Regions from separate parts of the Macaca mulatta genome. Here regions 1 and 2 are each linked to region 3. Evidence: chromatin contacts called from public Hi-C data. All regions are on one chromosome and are shown on one strand. Each heading gives the region's core, a stretch centred on a gene start, on an enhancer-like site or on the middle of the called end of the contact. The rest is flanking DNA. Distances are from core to core; before and after follow the strand shown.

What was found. Hi-C and Micro-C count contacts between places; a contact is called where the count stands out from the background.
Region 1: a contact with region 3 is called in a Hi-C map of cortical neurons, with 4 times the contacts expected there. The contact joins the promoter of ARID4A here to the promoter of PSMA3 in region 3. A contact is called at or near these places in 4 of 14 Hi-C or Micro-C datasets (blood, cortical neurons, fetal cortex germinal zone and 1 more).
Region 2: a contact with region 3 is called in a Hi-C map of liver, with 5 times the contacts expected there. The contact joins the promoter of ACTR10 here to the promoter of PSMA3 in region 3. A contact is called at or near these places in 4 of 14 Hi-C or Micro-C datasets (CD4 T cells, blood, fetal cortex germinal zone and 1 more).

What each region holds. Positions count from the first base shown.
Region 1 is chr7:131,421,616-131,426,207 of T2T-MMU8v2.0, reverse strand. It overlaps ARID4A (AT-rich interaction domain 4A), which reads right to left and starts at 2,032. Exons shown (of 24, transcript XM_015143784.3): 1 at 1,858-2,032; 2 at 703-765. The coding sequence starts at 708. It overlaps LOC144330261 (a long non-coding RNA gene), which reads left to right and starts at 2,432. Exons shown (of 4, transcript XR_013396282.1): 1 at 2,432-2,603.
Region 2 is chr7:131,319,852-131,324,312 of T2T-MMU8v2.0, reverse strand. ACTR10 (actin related protein 10) reads right to left here and starts at 2,014. Exons shown (of 12, transcript XM_028851568.2): 1 at 1,871-2,014. The coding sequence starts at 1,947.
Region 3 is chr7:131,365,478-131,370,346 of T2T-MMU8v2.0, reverse strand. It overlaps PSMA3 (proteasome 20S subunit alpha 3), which reads right to left and starts at 1,295. Exons shown (of 11, transcript NM_001260896.1): 1 at 1,222-1,295. The coding sequence starts at 1,242.

The DNA.
Region 1 (4,592 bases), core at 783-3,282, 55 kb before region 3:
CCTTTTAAGAACGTTTACAAAAAATACAAATTGAATAGGAATGCTTTTGGCAAATAAAAATCTGACCTGAAACATTCAATGGCCACAGCATTCAAGAATGCTATATGAGATCCTTTCCCTTTAACCATCCACATATTGATATTTGCAGTCATCCTCAGTAGAATATGTATCTTTTTAGAATAAGTATATGTTTTAAAATATTTACTGGAAAGATTTAACTGAAACTATTATTATAGTTCAACTTCAAATATTTTAGCCACATAAGTTCACTTTACACACAGAAGAAATGACACCTTCTTTACTTAATTACTTAATCCACGTACTCTTTCTTTTACAAAATCGCATTGGCACTGAGGAAGAAAAAAATTTTCGAAAAATCCCCCAAAGAACCAAAGCAGGACAAAAGCTTTACTTCTGCAAAGGTTGCTGCCAACACAGGAAGTGTTTAAAAATACTATCCGAATGGACAACAATTGAAAGGCTGCACCAGCCTTTCCAAAGTACTGCCACAGAGAGGGCCCAAACTCCGCATTTAGACACACAGATCATTTCTCACCCATTCAACACATCCTCCTATGCCGAAACTGCTGATCAGTAGGAACATCAATTTTGAGGAGCAAAACAAATGACATTCCACGGCACTAGCCTTACGACTGGCAGTGTCCAAGGCGCGAGGATCGGGGCAGCGTTGACTCCACTTACCTTCATTTTTGTTGGTGATCTGTGGGGTTCCAGCTCAGCGAGCTATCGTCGCAGTCGCTAGAACTACGGGGAGGGGGAAAGAGGCACAGACAGAATCAGTCAACTGCGGGGAGCGACCAAGGGAAAGAAAGTAAACAAACGCCAGCGGGGAGGGGCAGAATCCTCACCAGCCAAGGAACAAGACCCCTTCTGAGGGCAGCCAGGATGCAGGAGCGGAGGGGGCAACGAGAACCCCACGCGCGCCAAAGGGCAGCCCGTTCCGCCCCGGAGCTTGCCAGAGGCCCACCGCGCCCCCGCCTCGCTGGCCACTTTGACCCGGAATGCTGAACTCGGAGCCCCAGGACAGATAGCTCCGGAAAAGGGCAGGGCGCCGTTCGGGCTTCCCCAGGTCCCCCGCGGAGGCGACCGCCGAGCCTCCGCACCGCTGTCCCCTGGATACCCCGACTTCGGCCCGCGCCCCGCCTCCGCTGCTCGGCCCCCTCGGCCCGCCCCGGGCCCGCGGTGGCGGCAGCGGAGTGTCACGGCGCCATTGCTCTCCTTCCTTTGCTCTGCACCATATCAGGAAGGAGAAGCGCTCCTTCACCCAAAGGGGCAGGGGCCGCGGCCTTCAGCCGGGAGCCGCCAGAGCCCCGGGAGACCCGCGCGGGGGAGGGGGCGGGGGACTGAGGGGAGGAGGAGGGGAGGTGGCCCGGACAGGGTGTGGGAGGGGAGGGGAGCCGCACCGCAGCAGCCGCTGCCTCCTCCCAGCGCCCGCCTCAACTTTTTGTACAGCCCAGAGACGTATCAGCTCGCAGCCCCTCGAGTCCTGCCACGGACTCCGCAGAGGTGGACGCGCCGCGGAGTTGGGGAACGGCTCCCCCAAGCAGCCCGCTCCTCACGGCGCGGAAGCAAACTTAGCGGCGCGGCCAGCCCCACAGCCATTTTCCCGGGAACCCGGGGAAGCGGACGAGGCGGCTGCAGCTGCGGCGGCGGTTCCTGCAGTTGCTGCCGCTGCTCCATGGCTGGCCCCTTCTCTTGCGCTCGCCGCGCCACTTGCCTAGCATCCCTCTCCCCACCTCCGAAGCTTCCAACTGCACCGGGACCCCGGGCAGCAGCAGCTGCTGCCACTGCCGCTTCATCCATTCAGTATCCCCCGATTCCCCTCTCCCCGCCTACCAACTGCGGGTGAAGTGCGCACTGTCAGCTCCAGAGTCCTCCTCCCCTCTGACCTCCGTGGGCCCCCGTCCGGGCAGCACCACTCCCAACCGCGGCTGCAGTTCCTGCGCCCGGTTCCCCACTCGCCCCGATTTACTGCCACAATCCACCGAATAACAAGCTGTTGAGCAGACTCGCTTCTACACGAACTCCTATTGGCTGTTCATGACGCCGAAGAGCTTCGGATAGGACCTCGCTACCTGCCGTCCTCATTGGATGTAGCTCTGAAACTTCATGGATTGGTGCGAAAAACAGCAGGTAGGACATCTTCCACTTATGATTGGCTTTTTCCGAAGACCAACGTTATTGGAGAGTTGGTTATTGAGTAAGCAAGTCTTGAGAAATGATTGGTAGAGACGACTCCGGATGTGCTTGACTGGGCACTGATTGGTGAATTGAGGGGTCAGGAAGAGCAGTTCGGCACGAGGATTGGCGGCGGAGTGTCCCATGGAAACGGAACCCAGAATTGCAGCCAGGGGCTTGCACGGGGGCGGGGCAGGGTCTTTCCAAGGCGCCTGCGCTAAACCAGGTTCTCGGCGCCATTTTGTCTCGGCAGCGGTCGCCGTAGCTCCATCGCATTTTATGTTTCTGGCAAGAAGGGAACGGAGTTTTCATCAGGTAGATTGGTTTTTGTGCGTCCGTCCTCCACCGTTTCCTCCAGGACAGCACCTAGTCTTGGCCGGAGGAGTCTCAGAGCTGTCAGAAAGGTCAGTTGGAGGCTATGGTTGTCCGATTGACTGGGGGGGATGGCGCAGCCCTAGCGGCACCGGCACCGGAAGTGAAGGGGCCGCAGGAAGCCATGGTAAAAGTTCTCCTTGCGGCGGGGTGGGGAGAAGGGGCGGGATGAATGGGGGCGAGGCTTCCTCTCCCGCCGAGAGAAAGAGGTGGAGGAGAGGCAAAAGTCTTTCTTGGCGGTGCTTTTTCGGGCTTTCGAGAATGTGAGAGATTTTCTGAATTCTGCCTCTGTCTGAGCAGTCTTTCCTGTCTTTGGAAGTGCATTTTGGATACTTGCCATATTCTCCACCTGATTGGCACAAACTATGGGAGTCTCCTTAGTTAAGACAGGTCAGAAGTGATTCTTGGAAACATTCTGCATGGGTAGAGGTTTCCGCGTGCTCCTCACGCGAAAAAGCTATGAGGAAACTGGAGAAAGCGCTGGCTTTTTGGATGCTGAGGAATTTACTTGCCAGCACAGACGGTGCTTCTGTGACCTTAGACAAGCGTCTGTGTCACTCTGCGCGAGGCTTATGCTGCTTTTTGAAAGGAAAGATTGGTTGTGCAGGGACTGAAAACATCTTAAAAGGACGTCCCCGATAAGATAGACGTTGGTCTTGTTCTGTTAACATTTTGTATTCTGTTAAACGAAACATATTTTTAAATAGTGGAATTGGAGTATAAATTGGCTAGTTGTTTTATAGAATGGAGTAATTTTTTAAATGTGACATAGCGTCCGTAATCCACGTGGACTAAGATTTCTCAGTAAGAAAACTAAGCAGAATCAGTTTTTTATTCGTAACAGTGATTTTGCTCAAAAGTATTCATAAAAAAGTGAAAGGCATGTTGGCATTTCTAGTGAGTGACCTAGTCATACTGGATAGATCCCAATAGTTACCCTCAGTACCTCTGTTTTAAACCCTGCTGCTGTATTGGTGGGGCCCAAGACTAGAAAATGATTGTGTGACTTAACAGTGACTGGGTTTTTTGGCAGTCGTGCTGAAAAAAAACAGAACATCTCGGTGATTACTGAGGTGAGTCATAATGTCTAAAAATCCTTAGAATTGCGGGAGACCACCTGGAAAAACTTTATGTGGATTAGTAAAGGAATACTAGAATGGAAAAAAGGGTAGTTGAAAGATGTTTTGTTAGGTCAGATTCAAATGAGTCTGTAATTAGCTTCCTGGTGTAATATTTTAGAATGAAATCGGAAAATTAGGACATCCTTATGGACTTGTTTACCCATTTTCGTGGTTCTTATTTCTGGACTTTGAAGTACCTAATGTTTTTATCATAAAACATTATGCGTATTTTTGAGATTCCTCCCCGCCCCCGCCTATTTAAAAATTTCTTATATAGAAAAGATCTTGTAAATAGGAGTGTTTAGGAGTGAAGCAGGTTTTTTGGTTTTGTTTTGTTTTGTTTTTGAGACAGAGTCTCTCTGTCATCCAGGCTGGAGTGCAGTGGCGCAATCTCGTAGGAGTGAAGTTTTTTAAAAGAGCTTATAAAACAATGTATTACTGAACTTTTTAGAGGGTAAGAATCTATAATTCCACTATCAAAGTCTAAACTGTTATTATGGAATCCAAATAATGGATGGACATTTGGAAATTACTAAAAAGCCCAAAGAAGAATACAAAAATCTCTTCCCTCCACCAAAAGGTAGTTACAGTTTTTACTATAGTTAAATATTATACAAAAGGATTTGTCTTTTTTGTGTTGTTTTACAAAATATTCTAGTTTTGTTCATGTTCTTACCATTATTTTTCTTTATCGAAAACATTGGGAACATTGGAAATATTTTATCGTAAAGCATCTTTTATGTCTTCGTAGTGTGTTGTGGGATAAATATACCGTAATTTATGTAACCTGTTTACCTGTATATAATGGCAGAAATATGTCAACGAATATCCTTGTACATGTTTTGCAAAATATTGTCTTAGAAAGTCATTGCAAAAGTAATCGTGGTTTTTGCATTATTG
Region 2 (4,461 bases), core at 765-3,264, 47 kb after region 3:
AATATTGTTAGCTCCCATATTGGTGTATTCACTTTCAGTCTTCTTATGATTATGCATACATATTTGACATAGTTATAGTCACACTTCATACATAATTAATTCATATGGTAAGCTTCTGCCCATATTAACGTAATCTTCATTGCTATCATTTTCACTTTTTTTTTTGGGGGGGGGGCAAGGTCTCGCTCTGTCGCCCAGGCTGGAGTGCAGTGGCACAAACTCAGCTCACTGCAGCCTCCGCCTCCCAGGCTCAAGCGATCCTTCCCCCTTGGCCTTCCAAAGTGCTAGGATTTCAGGCACAACACTATGGCCGGTTAAACCTTGCATTTTTTGTAGAGCTGGGTTTCCTCATGTTGCCCAGGCTGGTCTCGAACTCCTGGGCTCAAGTGATCGGCCCGCCTCAGCTTTCCAAAGTGCTGGGATTACAGTATCATTTTTAAAACTGCATATTTCATTATTTTAAAAATGATGCTCTTGAGTATTTAGCTATTTCCAGTTTTGTTTCATGTTAGTAGAACAAAATTTTGCTAAAAACGTTGCTAAAAATGATCATCATACTAGTTTAGTCTTAACACCCTGTCTTCTTGTCCTGTCTAGTTTTTGGTACTGCTCTCCTCGTATTCCCAAATAATTATCTCCATCTCCTCCTATTCCCATCTCCATGTTTACTTGCATCAGTGCTCCTCAAACATCTCAGAATGCAAGCCATTAGACTTCAATTTCTTTTTTTTACTTCATATATTTATCTTATCATCCTCCTGCTGTATTATTCAAATATAGCTTTTTGCTTATTTCTTCCAAGTACGGCCAAAATAATTATCTTTGAATAGAAGCCTCAAATTATTTTGCTTTCAAAATAATTTTTATAAGAAAATATACATAAGGAAGGGTCTTGCATAAAACAATAAGAGAATGTCATTAACCAAGGACTATGTTTAATCCAATTCTGGAGTTCCTGAGGTCCAATTTTTAAATAGGCTCTTTTAAACACTTAGTGAATAAACAGTTATTAAATACCTACTATACGTCAGGAAGTGCCTAGAGATACAAAAAGATTTTTCAAATGTTTCATTTTCATAAACACATATATCATGTAATTGCCTGTTACTTCCCTCTCTGTTGAGCCCATCACAAAGACTCTTAATCTGGAGTCCCAGGACCACAATGACTGTCTGCCAATTCCCTGAAACTGTGTGTAAATATCTTAGGGTTTGTGCATTTGTGGTTTTCATCCAGCCATTAAAGAGAACTATGCCATCCGAAGGGTCGAGAAACTCCTCTCTAGTGTTTACACGCTGGTTTGTTTAAAACATGTCAAAGCTAACCTTAGAGTTTAGGGGAGCCAACAAAGGATTTCCAGAGTGTTATCTGTAGGGTTTCACCTCTTAATGTGCCCAGTCTCCCTAATTCTTGAGGAGCGATAGCCCTGTCTTAATAATCTTTGCATTTTCAGCACCAAAATAAGCTCCGTTCAATATTTTATGATGAAATTCGTCATAGAACATTTACATTCCGTTGGCTGCCTTCCTCATCTGATGAGCCCAGGGTAAGCGGGGTCTAGGTCACGGTTGTCACCCCCTACCCAGATGATTCCAAAGGGTTTGTTGGGTTTGGGGTGATGACAAGGGGCGGCGACGAGGGCAATTCAATCGAAGCTTCCTGGGCCTCTTTGGGAGTCAGACCCCGATCCTCGAATTCGCATTGCCCATGGAGGAAATAATAAGGGTTGTTATTTACAAGGGCGCTGGTTGAAGAAAAGGGAAGGCCCGGAGCTGCCCAGCAAGTCGGCGATGAGGACCCAGGCAGTGCCTGGGGCTCGGCCACCCGCCCTCCCCTCGGGTCGAACACAGCTGGCGTCACGGCCACTCACTTGGTAAAGGCCTCTCCCAGGTCGATCACGACCGCCGTCTTCTCTCCGCCGCTCCCTAGGCCCTCGTAGAGCGGCATGGTAGGAAGGAAGACTGAGAGAAGAGGGTCGCAGGCTCCGCCGCGAACAAGCTTCGGCGCTCGGGGGGCGGGGCCGGGGCTCCGGCGCTCGGGCGTCGGCGACGGCGGGGGCCACGAGCGGCGGCGGTGCGCCGGACCCGGGCTGTCCCAGGCTGTGCCTCACCCCGCGTTGGACCAAAACTCGCAGGTGCGGCCGTCTCCAGGACTAGGGGAAAAGAGGCGCTGGCAGGCGCGAATCCGAGTGCGGGTGTGCGGAGGCCGCGGCGATCAGGCGCGCCGGGCGCCCCGAGGGGGCGGAGCCAGCCTCCCTGTCATTCCCGCCCACCACGCCCCAAAGCCGCACCCACGCGCGGCTGTGAAGAGGTTCGGTCTCAGCTCACTGTGAAAAGGTCCCTGAGGACCTGGCGGTGCAGGGGTCCACGAGAGACGACGCAAACCCGAAGCTCTGATTCACGCTCTTGGGGGCAAAAGATGCTGAGCCCCTATTCTGTGCTAGGCGTTTTGCGTAATATTTAATCTTCTCAAGAAATACCAAGAATATGTGTTTTCTTATCCGTGGGAACCGACGCTCAGAGAGATTAACTTTCCCGGCGTCCCACGGTAGAGCCAGGAGCAAACCCGCAGACTTCCTAATTGCAAAGCCTATGCTACTGATGCTTTAGAGAATAATACGTACAGACCATGCTTTAGTTAGTAGTCTTTCTGAAAGTTTTTATTTTACTCCAGAATTAAGCTAAAGTAGCATCGTGAATCTTGAATCTATCTATGGAGGAGCGGTCGGGATGGTTTAGTAGAAGGAGCATTGAAGCAAAGGCCTCTATTAGGTTGGTGCAAAAGTAATTGCTATTTTTGTCGTTACTTTTAACGTTTACATTACTGTTTACATCTTTGTCAGTTCACAGCTTTCTGTGAAAATATTTTTTTCTGCAAATATTAGCTCTAACTGTATCTATGCATAGGAGTGGAAAAGACTGTCAAAGGAGAGGCTCTACAATAAGAAAAGAGGTTCAAGGGTAAATCGGTGAGGAATAGCAACATTTAGCTGATGTACTGGGTTGAACGTCCCTCCAAAATTCTTGTCCACTGGGAACCTCAGAAAGTGACCCTATTTGGAAATAGATTATTGGCAGATGCAATCAAGTTAAGATGAGGTTATACTGTATTAAGATGGTCCCAACTATCCGAGCGCAGTGGCTCACACCTGTAGTCCCAGCACTAAAGCGGGAGGATCCTTAAGCCCAAGAAGTCTAAGGCTGTAGTGAGTCAGGATTGTGCCGCTGCACTCCAGCCTGGGCAACAACAGAGTGAGAGCTTGTCTCTCTCAAAAAAAAAAAAAAAAAAAAAAAAAAGGCCCTACTCCAATGGTTGGTAACAAGAGTTAGTGGGGTAGTTGGGGATAAGCTATTTCCATAACAAAAACTAATGCCGTAACAATGCAGAAATTTGGAATGCGATATTAGTAAAATTCATGTTTAAGTCCAAATTACTGATCAGTGATCCTCCTTGAAAGCAAATTGCTGGAGTTAGGAGGATGAAGTTCGAGTTATGATGGGGAAGAAAACTGTAAGAAATGTGGGAAAAGATTAAATTTTTTGCTTAATAGGGTCAGAGTATTTGAATAGGACCCCTCACTTGGGTTCAGATTCTGTTTCTGCCACTTTCTGTCAAGTCCCTAATACCTCTGATCATCCACTTCCTTATCGGTAAACTGTTCTGCTGCTTCACAAGGTATTTGTAAGGATCAATTTGGAATTATGTTTCTGAAACTATTGAAATGATGAAGTGTTGTTATTACCCATTCTATGTTTTCCATGACAGCTCACCAGCTGTATTTGTTTCCTAGGGACTGCTGTAACAAAGTACCACAAATGGTGGTTTGAGGCAACAAAAATTTATTCTTTCACACTTCTGGAGGTGAGAAGTCAGAAATCAAGGTGTCAGCAAGAGCAAGGTCATGCCCTCTTTGAAGGCTCTTGAGGAGGATCCTTTCTTTCTTTCGGTAAACTGTTCTGCTGCTTCACAAGGTATTTGTAAGGATCAATTTGGAATTATGTTTCTGAAACTATTGAAATGATGAAGTGTTGTTATTACCCATTCTATGTTTTCCATGACAGCTCACCAGCTGTATTTGTTTCCTAGGGACTGCTGTAACAAAGTACCACAAATGGTGGTTTGAGGCAACAAAAATTTATTCTTTCACACTTCTGGAGGTGAGAAGTCAGAAATCAAGGTGTTAGCAAGAGCAAGGTCATGCCCTCTTTGAAGGCTCTTGAGGAGGATCCTTTCTTGTCTTTTTTTTTCCTTTTTTTTTTTGAGCTGGAGTCTCAGTCTGTTGCCCAGGTTCGATCTCAGCTCACTGCAGCGTCTGTCCCCCGGGTTCAAGTGATTCTCCTGCCTCAGCCTCTCGAGCAGCTGGGATTACAGGCGCCTGTCACCACACCCGGCTATTTTTATTTTTATTAATTTTTTTTATTTTTAGTAAAGATGGGGTTTCACCATGTTGGCCAGGCTGGT
Region 3 (4,869 bases), core at 46-2,545:
CTCGTGATCCACCCGTCTCGGCCTCCCAAAGTGCTGGGATTACAGGCTTGAGCCACCGCGCCCGGCCTCCTGATCTGTTAAACCCAGATCATTAACCCTACCATTGTTACTAAAATATCCCACATGGTTATATTATCAAGTATTCTTTAAAAGGTTTGTAGAATGAAATACTATTAATTGAAGGTAATAATATAATTGCAAAGTCAGTTTGCTACAAGATTATTGAGCATTTACTTATCTAAGAAAAGTATGGCAGAACTTTAGCATTCATAACCGAATGGATTAAACCATTCCAGACATAAATTGCCTATTATCAAATTTAGAACACCAGTACTTGAACTTAAGGCTGAGCATGAGAATCTTGTTAAGTAGAAATTGAGGAACTGAGAAACTCATTATTCAGTAACTCTAGTGCAAATAACCAATAAATCTTGTAGAAACTGTATTTTCTATATAGAGTACATAAAAGGAGTAAACTGCACATATACATACGTTTAACAAAGGAAAACCAAACAAGTTAACAAGTCCCACTGCAAAATCCTCAACAGTCTATCAAAAGTCTGAAGCTGTTAAGTTCCTAAGTAACCACTTAAACGTTTACGGGATAAATGCCTACAAGTGCTGTTAGGTACTTTGTATAGGAAAAACAAGGACAAAGGAAAAACTGAAGGATTCATCAGATTTAGTTATTCAGATCATTTTTATTAGTTCTGTTCCGACAGGGTTTCCAGTGACTCTTAAACTGAGCGGTCGATGATCTGCACACTTAAAGACAGAGAAGGCCCGTGAATCAGCAGCAACCTGGGAACTGCAAACGCAGTCCACAGAAAGCACGATCTCCAGACCGTGGAATCCCAAATCTCACTGCCTCGGTGGTTCTCAAGAGAACACACTATTTCAAGCCCCACGAGTTTCCACTTTCGGTTTCCCTAAGTGGCTGAAGAAAGTGACTCAGCAATCCAAAGCTGCTCCAAACCTCACCGCGGCGACGCCAAGCCAGCTACACCTGGGCTGAAAAGCTTCAGGAGTCATGGTCACCTGAGACGCAGGCCTAGCATATAGGGGATAAAGACGACCGGTCTCCAAACAGCTGCAAGTGGCCCACCCAGCCGAAGGCGGTCTTAGAGCACCCCAGGTCCGCGAAACCCTTGTGGTCTGTCCCAGTTCCCTTCAACCCCAAGCCTTAGGTTAAACTATCACACCCAGAGACAGCAAACTCACCCCGGTGCCGATGGAGCTCATCGTGCTAAACCCAACTGGACGCGTAAGGATTCCAGGCCTAGAGCGCTTCCCCTACACCACAGGATGCCGCAAACTAGTAACAGACCCGCTCATTGGCTGCATCGCCAACCAATAACCTTTTTCTCTGTGGCTCGTTCCGCGGCTCCGGCCCCCAGGACCAGGAGTATTGTGGGAAAGAAGCGGGACGCTAGAGGCTGGCGGCGCGCATGTTCAGAAGCAATAGAGGCGGGGTTGGGGAAAGCAAAGGCTCCGCCTTTAGTTCACGTACTTTGAGTTTTTGGCGTCGTTTTATCTGAGAAGCTGCTCTATTCCTTTCCTAGGAATTATTATTTATCTTTTTATATTATTATTCCCTCCTCGTCACTGTATTCTGTCTTTAAGCAAAAGGGAGAGATGCTCGTATACTCACAAAGAATAGAAAAAGCAGTAGGGGCGAAGTAACCTGTCTTCCTCCGCGTCCCCATCCTGACCTAGAATCTTGATGGCATCCACCTCACCTTCTTATGCCAGGCTCTCGGGAAGTTTCGCTTCAAGGGTATCGTCTTTGAATTCAGCTTGGAATTTTACACAAGTATTAGTACTCTTTCTATGAGTATAACGCTTTTTGGTAGAGTTAAAGATATGTCTGATTAAAGATATTTATTGAGCGCTAATGTATTCCACGTGTTCAAGAAAAAACTGTAAACAGAACATACCACCGTTTCTAATGGAATTTACATTCAGTAGGAAGAAATAGATAACGATAAATAAGCAAAATAGTAAGAAGGAAGAGTGCTTTAATAGAGAATGGAGGTACTAACTTTAGGCAGTGTGCTCAGGGAATGACTTTCTAAGTGAGTGATATTTAAAATAGGATAACAAAAGAGTGGTTGAGGGAACAGTAAAAAAACTTGGCTTGCGCTAGGAACTGTCACGTCAGAGTGACCCCTCATTAAGTGGGGAAGAGTGACGGGAAGAGAACAAGTGCACATGACAGCAAATCTTGAAGTGGTTTGAATTTTAATCCGATTGTAAATAGGGCATCAGCCTTTTTTTACTCCTAAATATTAATACGTCAGTGTGTATTTCCCCCCCAACACAGGAGCATTATTTTACATAGACACAGTATTATTGTGAAAATTAGAAAACTAGCAATACTGTGATCTATCAACTTTCTTTTTTGGGGGCGGTAATTTTCCCTATAAAGTCCTTCATAGCTAAAGAAAATCCAAGATCACACCTTGCATTCAGTTGTCTGCTTTAGTCTGGAAAATAGCTGCTTAGTATTTCTTCAGGTTTTTTTGTTTGTTTGTTTTTGAGACGGAGTTTCGCTCTGTCGCCCAGGCTGGAGTGCAGTGGCGCGATCTCCCGCTCACTGCAAGCTCCGCCTCCCGGGTTCACGCCATTCTCCTCCCTCGGCTTCCCGAGTAGCTGGGACTACAGGCGCCCGCCACCACGCCCAGTTAATTTTTTGTATTTTTTAGTAGAGACGGGGTTTCACCGTGTTAGCCAGGATGGTCTCGATCTGCTGACCTTGTGACCCGCCCGCCTTGGCCTCCCAAAGTGCTGGGATTACAGGCGTGAGCCACTGCGCCCAGCAGTATTTCTTCAGTTATCATGACATGAAGATTTTCGAAGAATACAAACCATTTATTTTGTAGAATATTCCTTAATTTAGGTTTGATTTTTTTGTTGTTATTTGATTAAAGTGATGCATTTGTGGCAGGAATACTACAGAAATGACCTTGTATTCATTCATGTCAGAGCATTGTATTAGGGACATGATGTTAGTTGTTTTATTGCTGATAATGTTAACTTTGATCACTGGCTGAAGATTTATCCCTGATAATGTTTCTACTTTTACCTTTGTAATTAGTATCTTGTGAGGAAATACTTTGAGAATATGTACACGTCCTGTTTACGCCTCAACATTTCACTCATTAATTCTAATATCTGATGATTCTTGTTTGAATTTATTATTACAATGGTTGCCAAATGGTGATTTTCTAATTCCGTCATTCCTTTCACATTTATTACTGGTTTTCTACTGTGAGGTTATCAGGAGTTTTTAAAGCAGGAGAATTATATGATTTGATTTAAATCATTAAATGAGCTCTTATTTCTGTGTGAAGAATGATAGCTAAGGGAAAGAAGAGAAACAGGGATACTAGTTGGAAAGTTATTGCACTTTTGTGAGCTAGCAGTAATGGAGAGTGATTTGGACTAAAGTGGTGGCAGTGGAGGTGGAAATGTGTGGATGGATTTCAGATGTGTAGGGTGCTATGGTTTGAATGTCCTCTTCAAAACACGTGTCGAAATTTAATTGCCAATGTAATGGTATTGCCATGTGGGGCCTGTAAGAGGTGATTAGATCATGAGGGCACTGTGGATGAATGTCATTTCTAGAATGGGTTAGTTATCTTGGGAGTGGGTTCCTAATACAAGGATGAATTTCACTGGATTTCAGCTCTCTGTCTCACATATTCGCTTGCTCTTCTGATCCTCTGTCGTGGGATAATACAGCACAAGGCCCTTGCCAGGTATCAGTGCCATACTCTTGAACTTCTAAAACCGTGAGCCAAATAAACTTTTCTTGTTTGTTATTACCTAGTCTGTGGTATTCTGTTATAGCAGCAGAATATGGGCTAAGACATAGGGTTTGCAGAATTGGATATAGAAAGTAAGGGGGAAAAAGGAATTTCAATTGCTTTTTCCTGCGAATGAAGCATTACAATTGATGTTTTTATTTTTGAACAAATTGATAGATAAAAGGACTTGAATTACTTGGAAGACTGGCCACTTAATTTACCTAACCCTCGTTAAAACATTCCAGTTGTAATTCTTTTTTTTTTTTTTTTTGAGACTGAATCTTGCTCTGTCACCCAGGCTGGAGTGCAGTGGCATGATCTCTGCTCACTGCAACCTCTGACCCCCCGGGGTTCAAGCGATTCTTCTGCTTCAACAGCCCGCGTAGATAGGATTACAGGTGTGCACCACCATGCCCCGCTAATATTTGTATTTTTAGTAGAGACTGGGTTTCACCATGTTGGCCAGACTGAGCGCACACTCCTGACCTCAGGTGATTCGCCCTCCTTGGCCTTCCAAAATTCTGGGATTACAAGCCTGAGCCACTGCACCTGGCCTCTAATTGCAATTCTTTCCTGGGGAGTTCCGATTTAGACCACGATAGTTCAAGAAAGGGGTGAAGAAAGCTAAAGGTTAATAGTTGCAGAAGGGTTGGCCTTGGAGGTAAACCATAAGTACTCAAAACTTGTTTAGGTATCCAGTTAATCTTTTAATTAACATCATTACCTGTGTGTGATAAACACTATTTGAGCACCTAGTGCACTCAATATTTATTAATAATTAAGAATTTGGGGGCTCTTTCGGCCGGGCGCGGTGGCTTATGCCTGTAATCCCAGCACTTTGGGAGGCCAAGGCAGGCAGGTCACCTGATGTCAGGAGTACGAGACCAGCCTGACCAACATGGTGAAACGCTGTCTCTACTGAAAATACAAAAATTAGCTGGGCGTGGTAGTGCATGCCTGTAGTCCCAGCTACTCCGCAGGCTGAGGCTGAGGCAGAAGAATTGCTTGAACCCGGGAGGCGGAGGTTGCCGTGAGCTGAGATCGCGCCCAGCCAGATTCC